Linked DNA regions of Mus musculus: regions 2, 3 and 4 are each linked to region 1. The links are chromatin contacts, called in public Hi-C and HiChIP or PLAC-seq maps. All regions are on one chromosome and are shown on one strand. The core of a region is the stretch at or near the end of the contact, and the rest is flanking DNA. Distances in the headings are between cores, read along the strand shown. Region 1 holds the start of Rpl37a (ribosomal protein L37a). Region 2 has its middle 21 kb from the start of Gm31137. Region 3 overlaps Marchf4 (membrane associated ring-CH-type finger 4). Region 4 overlaps Marchf4 (membrane associated ring-CH-type finger 4).

Evidence for each region. A called contact is a pair of places that touch in the nucleus more often than the background predicts. HiChIP or PLAC-seq counts read pairs in DNA pulled down with a chosen protein or histone mark.
Region 2: a contact with region 1 is called in a Hi-C map of embryonic stem cells, with 2.5 times the contacts expected there. The contact joins the enhancer-like site here to the promoter of Rpl37a in region 1. A contact is called at or near these places in 4 of 484 Hi-C or Micro-C datasets (the CH12 cell line, embryonic stem cells, myocytes and 1 more).
Region 3: a contact with region 1 is called in an HNF4G HiChIP or PLAC-seq map of pancreatic cancer cells. The contact joins the enhancer-like site here to the promoter of Rpl37a in region 1. A contact is called at or near these places in 2 of 39 promoter capture datasets (the 3T3-L1 cell line and embryonic stem cells), 1 of 484 Hi-C or Micro-C datasets (nephron progenitors), 1 of 115 datasets of contacts at active chromatin or transcription factors (pancreatic cancer cells) and 1 of 9 other capture datasets (pancreatic islet).
Region 4: a Hi-C map of the N1E-115 cell line shows a contact between it and region 1, with 4 times the contacts expected there. The contact joins the enhancer-like site here to the promoter of Rpl37a in region 1. A contact is called at or near these places in 1 of 39 promoter capture datasets (stem cell-derived epiblast-like cells), 1 of 484 Hi-C or Micro-C datasets (the N1E-115 cell line) and 2 of 115 datasets of contacts at active chromatin or transcription factors (epiblast stem cells and pancreatic cancer cells).

Annotation. Positions count from the first base shown.
Region 1 is chr1:72,707,856-72,713,283 of GRCm38.p6, forward strand. Rpl37a (ribosomal protein L37a) reads left to right here and starts at 3,405. Exons shown (of 4, transcript NM_009084.4): 1 at 3,405-3,468; 2 at 3,817-3,945; 3 at 4,287-4,369. The coding sequence starts at 3,466.
Region 2 is chr1:72,961,279-72,966,706 of GRCm38.p6, forward strand. No RefSeq gene overlaps it. Among named protein-coding and RNA genes, the nearest start is that of Gm31137, 21 kb to the right of the region's middle. Within about 2 kb of position 2,348, at least 109 of the 459 cell types and tissues checked have an H3K27ac peak or open chromatin away from gene starts, as enhancers often do. A contact at or near this core is called in the CH12 cell line, embryonic stem cells, myocytes and 1 more, where this site is marked.
Region 3 is chr1:72,462,717-72,468,144 of GRCm38.p6, forward strand. All of the region lies in intron 1 of Marchf4 (membrane associated ring-CH-type finger 4), which reads right to left. Among named protein-coding and RNA genes, the nearest start is that of Gm39661, 52 kb to the left of the region's middle. Within about 2 kb of position 2,490, at least 49 of the 459 cell types and tissues checked have an H3K27ac peak or open chromatin away from gene starts, as enhancers often do. A contact at or near this core is called in pancreatic cancer cells, where this site is marked.
Region 4 is chr1:72,487,338-72,492,765 of GRCm38.p6, forward strand. All of the region lies in intron 1 of Marchf4 (membrane associated ring-CH-type finger 4), which reads right to left. Among named protein-coding and RNA genes, the nearest start is that of Marchf4, 47 kb to the right of the region's middle. Within about 2 kb of position 3,039, at least 36 of the 459 cell types and tissues checked have an H3K27ac peak or open chromatin away from gene starts, as enhancers often do. A contact at or near this core is called in the N1E-115 cell line, where this site is marked.

The DNA.
Region 1 (5,428 bases), core at 2,155-4,654:
TTCATTAGGATCAAGTGAGGATAAGCTAGGCCTGGTGCAGTCCTAGCTAATTGGGAGACTGGGGCAGAAGGATCATAATTGAAGACACCTACTCCATACAGTGAATTCAAGTCTAGCTTGGGTAACTTATTCAGATCCTGTCTCAAAATAAAACATTAAATGAAGCTGGGATATGATTGATAAGGCTTGCTCCCTTCACCTTCATGTGTTGGAAGTTTGGTCCTTAATGTGGCAATACTAAGCGGTGGGCCTAGTAGGAGGTCTTATGTTGCTAGGTGAACTGCTCTCAACAGGCTCTAAAGTTCTTGTGAGTCCTTGGTTATTCTGTCATCTCTCCCAGTTGCACCTGTCCTGCTACTATAAACCCTCCATGAGGTCCCATCAAAGACAAGCTGATAGAACTGGTCTCTTCACTGAGGACTAACTTTCGTGGTACCAGAAAGAGCCATGCAAGCTTGTAAAAGAGGTAAACAACCAATAGTCCTACCCAGCTATTACACCTTAGAACCACAACAACTAACACAGCACAATAACCCTAAGGGTACAGTACCTTGGCTCTCTAGTTGAACTTAAGATATTCTCAAAATGACAGAGACCATGCCTGGTACTAGAGACCAAAGCAACTATCCAGGACTAATGAAGTCATGGACAACTGCCATTTAACTAAACCAGTATAATCTCTTATTATATACTAAATATTTGTCCGTATACCCAGAGATAAATGTAGAACTCACCCCTCATCAAGGAAACTTCACTTTTCATGAGAAAAAGACCATTATAGAAAAATATAACCACCAATCAAAATAAAGAGTTGTGGAGTCCAGTCCCAATGAATTCATCTACAAAGCACTTCCATACTCAGGGAAGGTTCAGGGGACATTATGGAGGAGGGTCACGAAGTATGCTATGAGACTTTTTCTCCTAGCAATGCCACAAGATTCACCCATAAACTCTCACAAACAGGACTACCAAAATAAACAAATACAACACCAATAGATACAACACCCAACACCCCCCCACACACACACACACAAAACTGAAGGCAACCAAGATATCTGAATAAACAGACAGATAGTCTTCCCCAGAGAAGAGCACACCACAAATGGTTAGCTCTAAAGACATGCATACAAATAAGATAATATATGATCAGTAGGTTACACTTAGGAATATATATATAGAGAGAGATAAATGAATACAATAAGCAATAAATTGTTATAATGCTATTAGTTTGAACAAGAGTAAATTGGAGTATAGGGAAGGGTATGGAGGGAAGAAAGGAAAGGGAAAATGATTTAATTATATTATAATCTTGAAAATATCCAAGAAGTTTTTAAAAAAAAATAAAAAAGCAAGTTAAATCCAGTAACTCCCTTAGGCTGTCTTGAACCCCTTAACTATACTCTGTAGAAACCTTTTTTTGTTTGTTTGTTTTTACAAGTTAAAAAACAAAAATAATACAGTGTAGGGTTTTTCAGTCTTGGCACAGACCAGGTGTGATGTCTGAGTACATGTGTGTATGTATGTGTGTGTGTAGTTGTCTATGCATAAATCATTGTCCTCTTCCTCACTAGAGGATAACGCCACCCTTATCAAATGTCTGCAGATATTGCTGTGTCCTGGGAAGGAGAGGGTAAACAAGATCTCCATGGCTGAGAACCATTTATGAAGTATATAGCAACTGGCATGTTTTTAATAAGCTAGCAAAGAGAGAATATGCTACAATATGCTAGAAACTGGAGTATAACACACATAATGGCATATACTGTTTTATGGGATTCTTGATTTTACTAGATTTGTATGAAGTGGGTCGCTGTGTAAGATGTCTTTCTTACAATGAATTAGAGTCAAAAAGACTAAAAGTCACTAAAAAGAGCAATGTAACCATCCTGGGCCTGTATTTAGCTACTCAAAAAGCTGGCATGGCAAGATAAAGGACTACCTGAATTGTAAAGGGAGTTCAAAGTTGGACAACTTAATGAGACCTTGTATCAGAATAAAAAATAAGAAAAGGCTGGGTATACAGTTCAATTATAGTAACTTGGGTAGTATGTATGAAGCCCTAGGTTCAATCCCAATACAAATAAACACATAAATAAATAAACACAATCTCAAATTATGGTAGACTCATAAATGCTAGCCCCAAATTACATGTTCCAAGAGGAAAACAAAACAAATAGAGGAAAAATTAAATAAATAATGTACAAAAATACTTAAGAATTAAGAGTTTCACAAACTTTCACATTACAAAGAGAATCAGTTCTTTTTTTAAAAAAAAAAAAAAGACAAATCTTTCCGAATATTTATTTATTTTCTATGTATAGATATTTTTCTTGTACACATATCTGTGGACCACGTGAGGTCACAAGGAGTCTCCTAAAAGTAGAGTTACACGCACTTTTGAGCCACCATGTGGGTGGAAAGCAGAGTCAATGAGCCCTCTTTCTAGCCCCAAGACAGACTTCTTTAAAATCAAACACTAACATCATTTCCCACTGGAAATCTTAAAGTTTAAGAAAATCTTAGGAGAGAGAAGTGTTTAAAAATTTCAGAGCCAGGCGTGGTGGCACACGCCTTTAATCCCAGCACTTGGGAGGCAGAGGCAGGCGGATTTCTGAGTTCGAGGCCAGCCTGGTCTACAGAGTGAGTTCCAGGACAGCCAGGGCTACACAGAGAAACCCTGTCTCCAAACCTCCCTCCCCTCCCCCCCAAAAAAAGAAAGAAAGAGAACCACCACTTTAGGGTCTTGGGTTCAAGTAGCCTCTATTCCTTACATTATCCCCAGAACTCTGATCAGCAACATTTCGTAACTCTTTTTTTTTTTTTTTTTAGATTTATTTATTTATTATATGTAAGTACACTGCAGCTGTCTTCAGACACTCCAGAAGAGGGCATCAGATCTCATTATGGATGGTTGTGAGCCACCATGTGGTTGCTGGGATTTGAACTCAGGACCTTCAGAAGAGCAGTCTGCGCTCTTAATCGCTGAGCCATCTCTCCAGCCCATTTCGTAACTCTTAATCGTGACGAATATGACTGTCTCCCAGCCGAACTGTAACTCGGCCTGGGAGCGGATCCTAGGCGTTTACTATGGCCAGCATCTAGCACCCGGCCTGGCGATTTTCCGAAGTATAATATAGTGGGAAGGCAATGCGCCTCAGTCACAAACGTCGCGCTTTAAACACTTAAAGGCAAGCCACCTAAAACCCGTCTCTTCGCGAGCAGAACGCAAGAAATCGCATCTGCTCTGCAGAACTTTGGTTATGTGTAAGCTAAGAAGGATGTGCTTCCAGCTCGTGAACCACTTCTGCGCATCTATGCATTTCTCAGTGGAGACAGCGAATAAACCGCCAGAACACCGAGTTCACTTCCGAGAGAGGAGGTCGCGTCACTTCCGCTCGCCGGTCTAAAACCGCGCATGCGCATTGCGTCCCTTCCTCTTCGGACTTGGGCTTGGGTTCCGGCGACATGGTGAGTGTCTTCGTAACCGCTTTGGAAGTCGCTATCCATCGTCATCTGCCTTAGTCTCCGGCGTCCCGCTCTCAGCCCACCTCGGGTAGTCTGTGCTGTCCCTGTCCTGTCTGCTGTCGGGCTTCTCCCGGCGTCTGGAGCCCCGTACGCGGCCGGAGGCGGCTCGGCGGGGCTTGGCCCAGCGCGGTAGTTAATGCACAATCTGGAGCCTTTTGGCGCTCTGTGGGCGCCTTCCTTGATGGTTGAGCTTGAGGGAAAACAGGATTCAGCCGAGTTTGTGCTCAGCGGCGCGTTGGCGTGCACCGACTGGCTCAATGTCTCTGCTCCGTTCCTTTCCTCTGTCAACAGGCTAAACGCACCAAGAAGGTCGGCATCGTCGGCAAGTACGGGACCCGCTATGGTGCCTCCCTCCGGAAAATGGTGAAGAAAATTGAAATCAGCCAGCACGCCAAGTACACTTGCTCCTTCTGTGGCAAGGCAAGTCGGCCTCGGGTTAGGGAGGAGGGTGCCATTGCTCCCGAGCTAAGGCGGTTTGGGCTCGCTTTTTGCGGAGCATTCGTTGTTTACTTGCAACTAGTGAGGAACTTAAGGGTGAATGGTTTGGAGAGGAAAAAGTCCGATCTTGGGAAATTGATAGCGATGTCAGCGCATCTGTACCAACCCCAAAGAGGTCTGTTTAGCCTGTAAATAATACTCTGCTTGGGTTACTAGAATTTAACTGCTAATGGATAAGCTGGCTTTTCCATAGTTTACTCTCTGGAAGTCTCAGGGATTTTTTTTTTATATATATTTCATAACAAGATCTTAACTACTTACAGACCAAGATGAAGAGACGAGCCGTCGGCATCTGGCACTGTGGTTCCTGCATGAAAACAGTGGCCGGTGGGGCCTGGACCTACAAGTGAGTGTTTTCTCCTGTGGTATAGGAAAGGCTATGGACTGCACAGCCCGTGTTCCAGGTCTGGTGCATATCGGATTTGTTTTAGTTTAAAGCAAATCATGAGTTTGGGTTTAAAAGTTAATAGTTTTTGGTCAGGGCTATACAGTGAAACCCTGTCTCAAAAACAAAGTTATGGTTATAGATAAAAGCTCAGAGCCGGGCGTGGTGGCGCACGCCTTTAATCCCAGCACTCGGGAGGTAGAGGTAGGCGGATTTCTGAGTTCGAGCCCAGCCTGGTCTACAAAGTGAGTTCCAGGACAGCCAGGGCTACACAGAGAAACCCTGTCTCGGGGGAAAAAAAAAAAAAGAAGAAGTTCAGACTTTGATTCTCATATTCCTTTTGAATTGTACAGTCACCATGCTCTTTGGAAAATTACAGTTGATCTAAGTCCATTGGTGTTTGTGCTGGACTTGACTTAACACTACAAGTTATTTCTATAAAATGGTTTGAGGTTAATTGACTCGGGATTGTATAGAACATTGGAGGCTGTTTGGGCATATTTAGTGCTATGACCTTGACAGAGCCAGATGTTGTTGAAATGAAGCCTCCTGTCATTGTTTGCTTTGTTCTTAAGAGCTTTAGCATCTCAAACCAACAGCTGCCCCTCCACCCCTGAGTTTGCTGGCCAGAAGTCTGGTATCCAAGTGGTGTGGTGTTTTTATACTTCCAGCATGGCCCTCTGAGTGTGGCTAGTTGCTGAGGAGGTGAACATGTGGGTTGCAGTTTTTCTTGACGCCTTGGTATTGAAAAAACAGTCTGAGTGTGTTTAAGAGCAGCTTGAGTGCACAAGGAGTAGTGGTAGCAAGTGCTCTGTCCTGATAGGTGACTGACTATTCATACACAGTGTGTGGTCTGGCTGTTTGGTTTGGGGGTGTAGGCTTAAAACTTATCATAGGCCTCCTCTATCCTGTCTACAGAGGAGAGCACCTTAAGATCTCGTGGAGTCTGGGTCTGTCTCTTTTTCAATATTGAAGAAATCAGATGCTCAAGCACCTTAGAATAGTGAGAGTGCCCCAAGT
Region 2 (5,428 bases), core at 1,098-3,597, 250 kb after region 1:
GAACCCAGGACTTCGCTCATGCTAGGCAAATGTCCTGCCATGCCGTGTGTGGTCCTGCATAGCTTTCTAGTTGCTTTATTTGCAGTATCTTTCCCCCCCACCCCTGAATTGTGTTGCTTTTGAGAAAAAGGACCCAGGTTATCGTAGCAGAATTGGCATAAAACTGCTGAGGCTCAAGGGCAATTATTAATTCCATTAACCATGCTAAGAGTGAGCAGAGTAGTGCCCCTTCTGGGACAACTGGGGACACAGAAGAGACCAAGGCCAGGAATCACTGATCTTTACACTGTTCCTGTCTATCCATCTTTATCTTGGGGAAGACCTGCCCTTTTCTCTTGGGGTTGAACTCAGGAAGTCTCAAGGAAGCATTGGCCTGCCTTGGCTCTTGTGCTTACCTTGTAGTCTGGGAAACAAAATGTAAGAGCTGGTAGCTTTTAGGAGAATACAACTGGCATTGGGTGGGAGGAAGTTGTCTCTGGAAAAATGGAGCGTGCATTTCTAGAAGGGGGTGGAGGTATCCCAGGCAGGCAGAATAAGAGACTCCCATCTAAGTGTTCCCTTTTTGAACAGCCTTCCTCTCATCTTGACTGTGAGCTGAGACACACAGGGATAGGGTAATCTGTTTTCCTTCCAGGCTACTATCTTCCATTCCTTGTTCAAAAATTGTCTTCAGGCTGGGACTGCCTAAAAACAGCCTTTCCCAGAGTGCCCTCCCTCCTACATTCCCTGTAGATCAAGAACCTTCTTCTTCTTTTTTTTTAATTATTGTTGATTTTTTTTGTTTTTTTTAAAATATTTTTTATTACGTATTTTCCTCAGTTACATTTCCAATGCTATCCCAACAGTTCCCCATACCCTACCCCCACCCCCACTTCCCTACCCACCCATTCCCATTTTTTGGCCCTGGTGTTCCCCTGTACTGGGGCATATAAAGTTTGCGTGTCCAATGGGCCTCTCTTTCCAGTGATGGCCGACTAGGCCATCTTTTGATACAAGAACCTTCATTTTTAAGGTCACCCGTATATTAGTTTTTTTCTTTTTCTTTTCTAGAAAGTTGTATGCATGAGTATACAAGGCTCAACCTTTGAACACTGAGTTGGAATGTTTTCCACGACTGTGACAAAATACACAAGAACAATCATCTTAAAAGGAAGAAAGGTTTATTTTGGCACACAGTTTCAGAGAGTTTAGTTTGTGAGCTATTTGGCACCATTAGTTTTGTGCTCAGAGCCATTAGCACCCCAAGGGGTTCAAAACTCAAAGAGAGGCAGAGAGGGAGGGGCTGGCATACCAAGATCGCCTTAAAGGGCGTTCAGTGCCTCTACTCCTTTCCCCAAAGCTCATCTCCTAAAGATTGTTCCACCTCCCTGAAGCCCCACAGGCTCACTATGTCTGGGTTAAAAGTTGGGAGACATTATAGAGACTTAAAAGAAGGTTTTGAAAATCTTGAACTCAGCAAAAGAACCAGGTTCCATCTGCCCACACTTGTCCCTGTAAAGCTTGAGTCTGTTCTGTGTCTTACAAGGGGATCTGACAATTTCAAATAACGGATGAAGAAACAAACAGAAACAAAAACAAAACAAAACACACACACAAATAAATAAATATGCATATATATGAATGAAATAAAAGCCGGAAGGGAAATCCAAGAGGAAAGGGGTCTACAGGGAAGAGAAGAGGAACATGGGAGGGTAATAGATTTTATGTGTCATGAAACAGAAGTGTGTGTGTGTGTGTGGGGGGGGGGGGGTAGCAGCAAAGCAGGCGATGAGAGAGAAAAGGAGAAATGGGTAAGAAAATGTAGTGATGTATATGTCTAAACATGTCACAACAAATCCCATTTCTTTTCTAAAGAGAAAGTTATTTTTTAAATGATTTTTTTTAAAGCAAGGTTTCTCTGCATACTCCAGGCTGACCTTGAATTTGTAATCTTCCTGCTCTCACCTCTTGAGTGTACTGGGTTACAGGCATTCACCTCCTGCCCTCTCAGTGATGGGGATGCACTGTGCAGCCCCCCTTCCCCAACATTGAATGCTGATGTCCCCTTCATCGGTACCAGCTGGCCAGCTGCTGCTGCAGCAGAGCGTGGGGAAAAGGAAAAGGTACAGGAGGGCTCTGCAGATGCTCTGGGTTTCTCTCACAAGACCTGTTCTCATGCCTAGAGCAGTCTCATGGCTCGGCCCATGGGGCCATGGGGCTCTGATTCCAGTTTCTTTTTTCTTAGCCTTCAGGACTTCCCAGCCTTGGTCTCGTGGGGTTTGTGTGTTTGAAGCCTGGGAGTATAGAGCGGGCAAGGGCTGGGGGAGGGAGGGTTGAGTGGAGTGGGTGGTAATATTTTCCAGCTCTTTCTCTAAAGTGTCTGCCTTCCCTTAATGGACACGGAAGTGAGCCAGCCGCTGACTGTGCTGGCTGCAAGATTGGCTACTGCTTACATCATCTGCGCAGCCAGACTGGGGACAGGATGGGGGTGGGGAGAGGCGGGGAAGAAACTGAGCAGGGATTAATCCATCCCTGAGGGAACTGGTGGACAAAGGCAGTGGTGATCAGGTAACCCTTTTCCCAAGCACATGTCTTGGGGAGGTGGAGGAGAGCCAGGGAGTGACATTAGTACACGCATGGTGTACTTCTTATTTGCTTCACCTTTTGTCAATGTCTGAGGTCCATTGCATGCCGCTCTATGCAGTTCTACTCTGTTAGCGATGATTGAGACTATGTCATGAAGTATATCTTGAGTGACATGGAGTGGCCCAACATTAGCAGCTCTCTTGGCATTTGAGTGTTTATTGCATAGATTAGGTTCTACATGAGGAACCATCTCCATGGTTGGAGATGGGTGACAGTATTAATTTGTCATTGCCCAGTAGTCTAAAGAACAATATCAAGGATGGCGGGGTTGAAGAGGACATCTCTGATCTCAGCTGGGTAGGCTTATGTGTTTATGGACAGACTGATGGATCGCTTGGCTAGATGATGAAAACCTGGCTCCATTTACTTATTCAACCTCACATATGCTCACTCCTCCTACCACAGGAGAACTTGGGTGTGTCCATGTGGCAGGGAAAGGGGTTCTAGAAGGGGAAAGGCATTGTTGCTTTGGAGCACACTCTATTGCTCAAGAAAACTACAAAGCAACCTGGATTCAGGAGAAGGGAGAAGATGCTCTCTCTCTCTCTCTCTCTCTCTCTTTCTCTCTCTCTCTCTCTCGTGTGTGTGTGTGTGTGTGTGTGTGTGTGTGTGTGTATACACCTGTGGAAGCTAGAAATTGACTTTCTTTTTTGAGACAAGGTCTCAAACTACCCGAAGTTCAATGATTCACGTAGCAAGGCTGGTCAGGAAGCCCCAGGGACTCTCCTGCTTCATCCTCCACTGCACCTTCCTGATCTTGACCTTTGATGTGGGTCCTAGGGATCATACTCATGGTAATGGGGAAGCACTTTGTTGGATGAGCCATCTCAGTTGCTCGACAACTGTTTGCTATCAGTGCCGTTGTCTTCATCAGGAGCCCCCCCCCCCCCCGCAAAACAAAACAAAGACAACAACAACAACAACAAAAATTTCTTCCAGCTGGCCTGATGCACCTTTTTGCCAAGTCATAGCTTTCCCCTCTGACTCTATTTTTCTTTTGGGTTCATTTCTCTTTCCCACTGTGCTTTCTGAGAGATATGGATCTATGATAGTCAAGAAAAGAGTATAGGTAGCGTTTCCCATTATTCCATTGCTAATGAGAAAATAAATCAATCTGTTCCTCTTAGTTTGTGGTGGGCCCCACAGACTACGTCATCCTTCACCTATGTAATCCTTGCATAGTAGAACTTGCTCAATACTGGGTGCAGGGTGGGTGGTCAATACATTGCTGCAAGCATTGTACCTAAAAATCAGAAAAAAAAAAAACCCCTGTAGATTGGAAGGTGTTCTGTTCTGTTTCATCTTGGTGAAGCGACAAAAAGCACAGAGGATAGACCCTGCACTATGATGGATGTCTTAGAAGGACCACTCTCTTCTGACTCTGTATCTCAAAATTAAGTTACTGAGCAGAGTTTTAAGGGCAGCTTGGATTCAAACCCACTGAAGCCACTGTCCTTCATGTTCCTTCCTGGGTGCTGTGTTTTACTTTCTCATCAACTCACAGTGAATTTGGTAGAATGAGGAAGACTTAGGAAAAGAGCAAATAATGACAAATAAGCCAAGGGCAACAAATAAACAACCAGTCTATCAAATTGCACTAATTGATCTAATCACAGAGCAGGGGGGAAATGAGAAGGTTAGGGCGGTGGAAGATACAGAAACCAGGCAAGTACAGAGGTCACAGGGATGAACTTTTATTTTTATTTTTTTTAAAGATTTATTTATTTATTTTATGTATATGGGCACACTGTGACTGTCTTCAGACACACCAGAAGAGGGCATCAGATCCCATTACAGATGGTTGTGAACCACCACGTATTTTCTGGGAATTGAACTCAGGACCTCTGGAAGACTAGTCAGTGTTCTTAACCACTGAGATACCTCACCAGCCATGGCATGAACTTTTATTAATAGGGCAAGACAAGCTTATCTCTCCCTTCCCTCTGCTCAATAAATTGTGTGTGTGTGTGTGTGTGTGTGTGTGTGTGTGTGTGTGTGTGTTCCAGGAAATCTGAGAGGGAAGATCGATGGCCAGTGGCTCTTGCACCTACAAATGTTTCAACAGCCTCTGATGCCTGGTTCTTTTGATTTGTTTGTTTGTTTGCTTTTTTTGAGGCAGGGTTTCTCTTTGGAGTCCTGGCTGTCCTGGGACTTGCTGTGTAGACCAGGCTGGCCTCAAGCCTGCTGAATGCTTGGTTTAAGGGCATGTATCACCGTACCTGACCTGTCTGATTCATCTGTATCTGCCTCATAAGGACATCAATGGTGCCAGCTGCTGAACCTAGGATGCCAAGATACATAACCTAATTTCATTTTAGTCATTGGCCAAGTTCTTCTGGAGCAGAGAGGTGCTCAACCGATGGCTGAAGGGGCTCTCCCTCTGTTCCCTGAGTCAGATGTCCTTGTGAGCAGGGACAGTCTCTGAAATGTGTAGAGAATCCAGGCTTTGCAGTAGCTTGTACATGAAGATTTTACGGATGTATGTGTGTGCACACTTACTGTGCATCTACAGGCAACAGTGTGCCATCAACTTGGCTGTACTTCCTCCATGCAGGAGATGGGATCCTGGCCTTGGCAGCGAGTGGGCGTACGTGTGGACTTGAGTCACAGTAGGCTCAGAATCTGGGCTCAGGCATCTGAAGGCCTGTCACCTGCAAGGCTCATTATAGAAGGGACCAGGTGCTTGGAGTGTGCCCAAAGCCATACTGACTGCGCTGTCATGAGTTTGAAAAATATTCCTGTGAGAGATATAAATAAAGACACTGAGCCTCAAGCCAGGGTTTTAGAAAGCCATCCTTAAATG
Region 3 (5,428 bases), core at 1,240-3,739, 250 kb before region 1:
TTCCGGGCCACTACACTTCTCAGGAAGTTTCAGGAATGCCGGGTCACTGCGTTCTCTTTTTTTGTTCCAAAAACCAGGCCAAATCATCTGACAGGTTAGAGGGAAGGTGCAGACATGTCCCCTTGAATCAGTCCTGTATGGTCCTTGCACACTAGCAAAGGAGTATACAACATCAACTCTGTAAACCTCTCATGATGCTCCCTGGAGGAACTGTGGTGAAAATCTCCTAAAATTAATTTTCACTCACTGTGATTAATACAGCATTCGGAGGGCTTAGGCTGCAGGTGCAAACAGCTGGAGTCACTTGTTGCTTTCTGCCGCTTCAGATCAGGACCCTAGGTACATAGGATCGTCCTACAAAGCACAGGAGCAAGACCTTTCCCCAGTGCAGTCCCAGCTTGCCCGCTGTCTGGCTGGTGACTATGCGTTTAAATGTTCTCTACCTGAATCCACTGTTTCTGAGAGTTGAGGCTGCATCAGAATCCCTTGGGAGTCTTATTTAGTATCTCCATGCTGGCTGTAACCCAAAGACTCCAACTCCACCAAGACCCACTTAAAGCAAAATTGGCTAAGACCTACTTTGTAACGTGTTGGACCAGATACTCATTAACAAACCTTCTGCCTCCTACATTGCTTTGAGACTTTTATGTACACAAAGATAAAAATAGGCACTGAGAGTGAAAACTTATTGAGGACTCATTGTCTGCCAATTCTTGTCACAGGCTTTGAATTCTGGGTTCAAATACCAATTCTCCCATTTGCTGGGTGAAAGATATTGGGCAAGTTGCTCCAAGCTCCCATCTCTCTCCTCCTCTCTCCTCTCTCCCTCTCCCTCTCCTCTCTCCCTCTCCCCCTCCCCTTCTCTCCCCTCTCTCTCCTTCTCTCCTTCCACTCTGTCCTCTCTCACTCTGTCCTCTGTCTCTCTGTCTCTGTCTCTCTGACTGTCTCTCTGTCCCTGTCCCTGTCTCTTTGTGTCTGTCTGTCTGTCTGTCTGTCTGTCTCTCTCTCTCTCTCTGTGTGTGTGTGTGTGTGTGTGTGTGTGTGTGTGTGTGTATGTGTGTGTGTGTGTGTGTGTTTGTGTTTCAAGACAGTTTCTTCTGTGTAGCCCTGGCTGTTCTGGACTCATTCTGTAGGCCTTGAACTCATAGAGATCCACCTGCTTCTGCCCCTGGAGTGCTGGGATTGAATGTGTATGCCACCACCCCCTGGCCTGTTGTTGCCTCTCTTGCTAGTCTATAGTCCATGCCTTTGAATATGTGCTAGGGGCCAAGCATGGTTCTAATATGTGCATGAGGTGATACGACATCGTTGCTGAGGACCCTGGCTCCATTATGCATGACCTTAGGCAAGTTTCCTTAGAGGTTAAAGTAGGACCAGAGAGGTTTCTCAGAAGGATTAAAATGGGGTAAGATATGAGAAATGCTTAGAGCCCTATGGAGCACACAGGGAGTGTCTGTGATGGCACTATACCATGCCCTTCCATGTATACCTACCTACCTTTACCGTAACTTCACACCCTAACAGGAGGAGGGAGGTGCCAGCTCTGCAAATGAGAGCACTATAACTATTGTCGCTTCACCAAGTAATGTACTTTGCTGTCCTGAAAGCCACGGGTCTGAAGATGCTGTGAGCCAGGAATATAGGGTTCGGTGATACCTGCAGGAAAGCTTTGGGTTTCCAGGTGTTTGATATCTGCCCTGGCACGTTGGGGGGAGGGACAAAGAAAACCAGTGCCCCAGATCCTTATGCATCCTCCTGCCTCCACGACCCTCCTCCCCAAGCCTGCTTTTCCACATTCGTGAATTCTACCTTCTGTGACAGTGGGTGGGGGTTGGTATTGAGTTACGGGTGTTTGCAGGCATCAGTCTTTCCCTCTCCTGTTTTGGGTACAGCTGCGGCCTTATGTGTGCATGGGAACACTAGAGGATAGTGAGGTAGGGAGGACGGGGCCTAAAGACCAGAAAGAAAAAAGAAGAAGAAAAGAAAGACAGAAAGAATAGGAAGGAGATGGGAGTGACCATGGTCAAAAAGCATACTATATCAATGCATGAAAATTGTAGTGAAACTCGCTAGTGTGTATAACTAATATGTATTAATAATTATAATTAAGAAAAAGAGTTTAGCAACAGAGGAGGACTCAGAGAAGGAAAGACTCTTGCTTGTAATCTCTCTTGCCTGCCTTTAAAAGGGATTACAGTAAGCCTGTGTATTGTTTGTCGGTTCCTCCTGTGGATCTGACTTCCTCCTCAAATCAACCTCACAGTCATTGTGCTTCACTTAGAGCTGTGGTTCTCAACTCCCCTAACACTGCAGCCCTTTAACACAGTTCCTCACGTTGTGCTGACCTTCAGCCATAAAAGTATTTGGTTGTTACTTCATAACTGCAAGTTTGCTACTTTTATGAATCATAATGTAAACATCTGATATGTGGGATATCTGACCCGTGACTCTCAGGGGTGTCATGACCCACAGGTTGAACGGCAGACTTACACAGATCAACCTAAAGCCCTTAGGAGGATCCCATGGCACAGAAGAGATTCCTTCCTCTTTCTGAGCCCTGTTCAGGTTCCATGCTCCCAAGACAAGGCCCCACTTCCCTGCAGGACCTTGCCCATGCCAGAGTCTGCTGCAAACCCAGCTCGGTTCTTTTCACGCCTCTCGGGAAAGCATACTATTCCTGAAATCTTGGCTGCCGCTCCTTGTCAGCAGAAAGCATGCTAAGCGAATTTGAATGACTCTGGCGTGTGAATAGACTCCAGGCTGCGGGCTCCAAAGTAAGCGGCTCCAAGTCACTGTGGCTGCTGTTATCTTGGCAATTTTATTTTCTGTTTCAAAGAATTCTATAGTCCTTACCTTCTGGCTCTCTCTCTCTCTCTCTCCCTCCCCCTCCCCCTCCCTTCCTCCCTCTCCCCCTCCCTCTCCCCCTGCCCATCTCCTTCCCTCTCCCTCTCCCTCTCCCTCTCCCTCTCCCTCTCCCTCTCCCTCTCCCTCTCTCTCTCTCTCTCTCTCTCTCTCTCTCTCTTTCTTTTGGAATGGGGTGGAGGGTGGGGAGTGTCTTGGGGTTTTTTTTTGGTTTTTGGTTTTTGGTTTTTCGAGACAGGGTTTCTCTGTGTAGTCCTTGCTGCCCTGGAACTCACTCTGTAGACCAGGCTGAGCTCAAACTCAGAAATGCACCTGCCTCTGCCTCCCAAGTGCTGGGATTAAAGGTGTGTGCCACCACTGCCCTGCAGGGAGTGTCTTAAAGATATTCTTTCCCTACTCTAGTCTCTGGTTAGACTGCCCCCAATCCCAACAAATGGAAGGAACCCAAGAGAACCTATCTTTCTCACCAGCACCACTTCCCAATGTCCTCTTTGAACTCAGGCATAGAAACCTGTATGGGGACCAGGTGGCAGAGGACCAGGGTGAAGATGTAGGGGTGTGGAGGTGTGGGGGATATATACAGACCAGCGCGTTTCCGTCTGAGGGCAGAGGACAGTGTCCATTCATGAACATTCAGCAGCCTTGGGTGGACACCACCATTCGGTCCTCATGTTGAAAATGCAAGCCAACCCCAGCCCAAGAGACATTCTCACATGGTGACACACATTCCAAACCCACCCAGAGTCCCAGCATGATCTTACACGCATGTTTCCCTTAATTAGGGGCTGATAAAGAAAGTCTAGCTTCCTTTTGTTTGCTTTCAGTCTCTGTCAGATGACCAGGCCATTCTGCAAGCACTTGTGACTCAGTGTTCTCAGTCAGTCCTGTCTGGGACTTGGCGAGCCATGTTCCTCTTGTTCTTAGTCTTTATAATTGTTCAACACTTGGTTCATCCCCCTGCCTTCACCCCCAGTCGTCATCCATCTATGCTGAAAAGTCCTATATTTAGATCCCATTCTCACATCATTGATCATTTCACATTTCAGCCACTCTTTGTAGAGCTTTGCTGGTCTTTAGGTTTTTTTAAGACAAGTCTTCCTACCATGTCAATACACCTGCTCAGAGGCTGGGGTGGGAGAGGAAAGCCATATCTTAGAACTAATGATTGATTAGAAATTAAAGTTTCCTCTAATTACAGCCCCCTTCCCACATAAGTGCCCCCTCTCCCCCCATGCCCCCCCCTGCCTCCAATCCAGGGAGATGTTCTATAAGAATTCCCCCAGTGGTTTCCTGATATCACAAATCATGTCCAGGTGTCCTTAGAAGGAATAGAGCCACTCCTTCAAAGGGCATGGGAACTTTTAAGGCTATGGACACAGGTTGCCATGATAGTCTTCAAAAAAAAAAAAATGATACTGCTGCTTGCTAACACCAGAGTTAGCATTTGCTGCTATTTTTCCATACTCAAGGTCCCTCCCCTTCTTCACATTCTTGGAGCTATCTGTTGAGGGCATCAGAGCCATGACTCAAGAAAGAAGCCCCAGGAAATGTCTTTGAATCTTTCTCTGGGAAGACGCAGACTTCAGTTGTAATACGCTGGCAATGAGCAATGCAACTGAAGGACGTCTAGGAGAGGAGGGTCTTTCAGCTATGAAAGGACCGAGGTGTACTTAGTCAGGGGAAACCTGCAGGATCTCAGGTGAGGGTTTTGCCTGCTCGGAAGGACTGATGGGGATGGGGATGATTTGAGGACTCCTGTCAAGAATCTTTGCTCTACCCAGATTCTGAGATGGCAACAACCAGAGTAAGCGCTCAGGATTGAAGCACTTGGAACATACAAGACCTGCCAGCCAGGGGATAGCTCACAATTGCCCAGATTTAGAGACATTACCATCTCCCAATAAAAGCCTTGTGTGACTGCAAGCCTGTGACTAAAAAGGGTATCCTAATGAAATCTGTGTCTTCAGCCTTTTCTTTTTTTCATGATAAATGGACAGCATCCACATTCTGCCATCCACTAGCTCCGTCCGTCAACCCTAGCCACTAACTATTCTTCTGAGTATGCGCCCTCCAACAAAAACCTTAAACAACCACTTACAACTTCACAGGCGAATGGTTCGCCTGATATGATTTGGCTGATCTTGACTGGATGTATGAATTAGCTAAGTACTGGCTAATCCAGGATGGGATGACCCAATTCTGATCCAGGTGTCTCATATCATCTAGTGACACTGCCCAGCTTGTTGGCATGACAACAGGAGTCCCACTAGCAAGAGAGGGCACTTCAGTCCTCAAACGCTTTAACCCTCTGCTTGCATGCACATTATCAAGGCTCCATTGCCCAAGGCAAGGCATGCAGCTCCTCTAGACCTGATGGAAATGGTCATTGCCAAAGGAAGTGACAATGGGGAGGCCATTGAGACAATCACTCTACCACGTTAGCTAGCTGGTCTGGGACAATTTCCTTCACTTGAGCCTGAGTCCCATCATCTGCGTGAGTGCGGCTTTACAGCACTTCCTTGCTCAACCAGATGTACAATGTGTACCACACAATACGTTCTATTTT
Region 4 (5,428 bases), core at 1,789-4,288, 220 kb before region 1:
AGAGAGCTGAAGAGTGCAGAACACTCTAGGTTGTTGTTTTTTTTGTTTTTTGTTTTTGTTTTTGTTTTTGTTTTCAGCAATGTGAAGAGAGAAGAGATCCCTCAGGGTTTCCAGAAGCTACTGTGAATGAAACATATCAAAATAGCGGATTCCCCTTCCATTGGAGTGATAATAACCAGCAAGCAAATACCATTAATTAAGGATCCTCTCTAGGATAAGCCCTGAAGTAAGCCTTATGGGAAGCACTTAGGGCTAAGACAATAATGGAGAGAAGGAAGTCACCGCAAAGACAGGAGGTGACAGGGCTCCAGGGGACGTGAGCCAGGAACTCCACACCCCTGCTCTATCCTGGGTTTCATTTCTTGAAGTCAAATGAAGTGAGGATTAGCAGAAAGCTAGTCTGCTGTGTTGCTTTGCCCTGTAATCACAAGACGCCATCTGGAAAATTTTAAACCAAATCTTTAGTGCATACCTTATACCATTGACTTAACATTCAATGACCTTTAACAAATTTCTTTTGTGTTTATGTCATATGCCAGATGTTAGCTTTGGCGCTTAGAATGCAAAAGAGTTCTGACTTCTGCCCTCCGTGGAGTTTATAGTCTATCTGGGGAGGCAAATATCAGATAGATGAAATGGTCTATGCTTCTTCTTAGAATAAAGGTCATGAAGAAAACAAGAGTGCTGTGTGAGAGAAGAACAGGGCTGATGGAACCTTCCTGAGAGTAGGTAACCAGAAAGAGCTCTCTACAGAGATGCCATCTCACCATGAGTATGAAGAGAAGAGAAGACCATTGCAGACGGTGGGGAGAACGGCCAAAGGAGCCTGGAAATTGAGAACAACATGCAAGACGAAAACACAGTAAATATTTATTTCTGCCCTCCACAGAGTTTACACTCTAGCTGGGGAAACAAATACTGAATAGATAGACAAAATGTAACAGAATAAGTAAGGCCTCTATAAATATGATTTCTTTCTTTTTTTAAAGATAGAACCAGATGTTATTCAGACAACATAAGAAGACTTTAATGTCTCTGTGACAGAACCCACGTGGAACTGAAGACAACAAAAAACTAGGAAAAAAACGTAATTCAGTGATAATAAGTAGTTCTCATTACTAACCAGAAACTACTTGAAACTAAATATTAGAAAGTTTCAGCACCCCCCCCCCCCCCCAAAAAAAGGAATGGAAGTCAGGAGAATTCACACACACACACACACACACACACACACACACACACACATACAAACCCAACTCAAACGGCCACTGAACAAAGGAAACTCTTCTAAATTCAGACACATAGAAATGCACACTCAAGAGCTGGAGAGCTGAATCAGTGGTTAAAGGCACATGCTCTTGCAGAGGACCCAGATTCAATCTCCAGGACCCATATGGCACCGACAACCATTGGTGACTCCAGGTCCAAAGGATCTGATGCCCTCTTCTGGCCTCCATGAACACCTGGTTCACACACTGTGCTTGGACATACATGCAGGCAAAGCACCCATATATAGAAAATAGGGAGGGAGGGAGGGAGGGAGGGAGGGAGGGAGGGAGGGAGGGAGGGAGGGAGGAAGACCCACTCAGACCATTGGGAGTTACCATTTTCACTCCTGGGAATGGTAAAGATTTAAAGACAATCCTCAGTCTCAAGGCAGGTGGAGTCAAGAGATCCTCCCATGCTGGTGGGGCGAGCACCAGCACGTACTCGTATCCTTCAACTCGGTAAGTCCATGTTTAGGGAATATATCATAAGAAAGTTCCCTCAGTTCCCTCGGAATATTCAACTGTGAGGACATTTGCTCTAGAATATTCCACCATGCCTAAAACTCAGAGCCAGCGCTTCTCAGCCTTTTGGCTGAGACCAAGTACTTTATATGCTATCCACTGAATAGCTGATGCACACTGTATCTGAAGACAACATACTGGCTGGATTGGTAGGAACACCAAAATAGCCTAGGAGCCTGCTGTGGTCACTGTCTATGTTAACCTGGCATTGCAGTACCTGCAGGAATGGTGTGTCCTGCGGGGGAACTTACAACAACCAGAAGTCCTTTTCCCAGAATGGATCACAGGGGAATCACTAAGAATGACTTTGTTCAACTTACATTTAGTCGACGTGCTCAGGATGCAGGATGTTAAGTTTTTTTTTTTTTAAAAGTATCTTACAAAATAGCATTTATGATAGTGTTCAATTTTGTTTTAAAATATTGTGTATACGGGGCTGGAGAGATGGACCAGCAGTTAAGACCACTGGCTGCTCTTGCAGAGGACCTGGGTTTGTTTGTGGAGCAGGTCACAAGCATCTCTAACTCCAGTTCCAGGGAATCTCATGCCCTCTTCTGACTTCTGTGGGCACCAGGCATCTGCGCACACACGGTGCTTATCTACCTGCAGCCAAAACGTTCATGTATATTTTTAAAAAATCTTTAAAAAGAGATTGTATGCCCTCAAAACATTGTTTTGCTTCTTGCTTGCTTTTTGACACTTTGTCCTGCAGGCTGGCCTCGAACCTGAGACCTCCCTGGGTCTCTCCACTCCTGCAATTTTGGATTCAAGTCACCACTCTGGTCAGCTGTCCTCAAAATATTAAGAGTGTTTATCTGGTTGATAAGATTAAATGTACTTTCAGTTTTCTTCTTTATAGTCTATATATGTTGTGTGGCCTTTTCTGGAATAAGCTTTTCTTTTTTAATACTAAGAAAATAAGTTAAAGTCGTTTTCATAAGGAGATGGATAAAATGTGAGTCAGGGCAGCCAGTACTCTGGGGCAGGAAGGACTGGAAGGTAATCCTCTTTGGTATCCTCCCCATGGGCCCTGTTTGATCAGCCTGGCCACATGAGCCCTTGGGAGCAGGCTAATCCTCAGAGGAGGGGATATGCTTCTCCTATACCTCTCTGTCCCCGGTTTAGACTCAGTTGCCAAACACCTAAGCTTTGGGCTCAGTGTGTTCTCTTTCCCTAGAGAAACAAAGCCCTCTGCACGCTCTGCTTCACTGAGTGGCTGGGGGCCAAGTCACCACAGCCTCAGATGCAGGTGTCTGGGGTGACAAAGAGCGACATCTCGCCTCCAGAATAAGGGCAGCTCTTCCGCCTTCAAGGCTGCGAAATGTCAGGCGTGATTAGAAAGGTCACTTGTCCTGACAGCTCTCCGTGCTTCCTGGAGAGCAGCCTTCCTACTGTGATCATTCTTAATTGTGCTTCCTGTGGTGGGTGCTAGCCTGCCCAATTTCTTATAATGACAGAAGCCCCACCTTCCACCCATCCTACACCCAGGGAGGGGGCAAGGGAAGGGAGAGAGGGGGGAGGGGGAGGAGGAGGGAGAAGGAGAGGAAAAGGGAACGAGAACACAAGATCACAAAACTTGGGGGGGGGGGGGGAGAAGAACAAGAGAATTCTCAGCCGAGAGTGCCAGCTGGCTTTCTAGGAACAGTGTTTGTGGTTATAAAAGGAAACATCTTTGAAGGGAAGGTGGCCACTCTCCTGGGCCAAGAGTCTTAGTTGGGGAGGAAAAGAGAATAAGGGAGGAGACATGCCTCCAAATCAATACACAAAGCTAAGGATGGTGCTTGAGGCAGAAATTCTCCAAGGCTCAGCATGCCTTGCCCCACCCCAGGAACTCCCATGCTGCAGATCTGGGACATTGCACAAAAAGTGCATTTACATGAAAAGCGCAGTGTGGCCTGAAGGCAAGTGGTCTGGGTGCCCTGCTCTCAGAAACCCACCCTAAAGGCTGAGAATGGGCGTGTTTAAGAACCCAATTCCTGGACATATCAGAGGAACCTAAGTAGAGGGTCAGAGATGGGTTGCCTGGAGGGACAGAGAAGGGACAGAGAACTTCTGAAGCACGGGGCAGCTAGGAAGGGCTTCCGGGTCCAAGCAGTACAAGCCTGCTGTGGGTGTCTCCCTGTAGCCCTCAGCTTTCTCATTGCTGTGCTGAAATATCTGAGGAGCAGGTCGTTTGTAAAGAAGAGAGATTCGTTTGGGTTCAGAATTCTGGAGGCGAAAGTTGGAGGAGCCATATTTGCTGATGGCCTCCTTTCTGGCAGAGTCCCAAGGTGACACAGGGAATCTTGAAGTGACAGGAAGCCCCCCTTACCCCTGATTTAAAGTCACTAGGATTCAATCTCAGGCGTTCTGTCCAATTTGCCTAATCCAAACTGAATGCATTTCCCAAGGCTCCCGTCTCTACACATCAGATTAAGCCTCACAACAAAGATCAAACTCCAGCATGAGTAGGATAAACCGCACTTAAGATGAATCACATTCTCCATTCTTTAAGCCACAGTCTCCAATTTGTATTCTTTTAGAAGATGTGCCCTCTGATGATATTGATATTTTAGCTGGCCAACTACCTTACAGAAGATTAAATGTTTAACAGTGTTATTTTCTCTCTCTCTCTCTCTCTCTCTCTCTCTGTGTGTATGTGTGTGTGTGTATTTCTGCATGCGATTTATATGTTTGTGTATTGGGCACATGCTCATAAATATGTGTGTGTAGAGACCAGAAGTTGATATCTAATATCTTCTTTTCTTAATTTTCTACCTTACTTTTAAAAAGGATTTATTCATTTTATTTTTGTGTGCATGCCTGTGTGATTTTATATGTACCACATGTATACGAGTGCCCCTAGAGACCAGAGGGGTATCAGATTCCCTGGAAATGAAGCTATAGGCAATTGTGAGTCACCTTGACACAAGCTAGAGGCACCAAGGAGAAAGGAGCCTCAGTTGAGAAAATGCTTCCATGAATCCAGCTGTAAAGCATCTTGCCAATTAGTGATCAAGGCCAAAGTGGGTGGCTCCATCCCTGGGCTGGCAGTGCTGGGTTCTATAAGAGAGCAGACTGAGCAAGTCAGGCAAGCAAGCCAGTAAGCAGCATCCCTCCATGGTTTCTGCATCAGCTCCTGCCTCCAGGTTCCTGCCTATTTGAGCTCCTGTCCTAACTTCTTTCAATGATGAACAGCAATATAGAAGTGTAAGCCAAATAAACCCTTTTCTCCCCAACTTGCTTTTTGGTCATGATGTTTTGTCACAGCAATAGAAATCCTGACTTAAACAAATGTTTTTGGCACATATATTCTCAGAACATGTCCATTTTTTTTTTTTTTTTCTGGGAGAGGGGTTTCAACATTCATGAGGAGTCTTACAACTAATCTGAAGATTCAAGGGCCTAGTTGTGTGAGTCAGGGTATGTTTTGTGAGGATGGAAACATCTTGTCATGAAATGCCCTACCATAAACAGAACTACTTGCTACAAAGAGCCCCCCCCCCCCCCCCCGCCTTGTACAGTCTGATCATCCTGCTGTTAACAGCAGTGGGGTGACTCCTCCAGCGGCTGGGATTTGTGAATGAATGCTTCTAATACGGAATTAGCAAGTGTGTTCTTCAGTAGATGTCCCAGCAGATACCACAGTAAGCCATGTC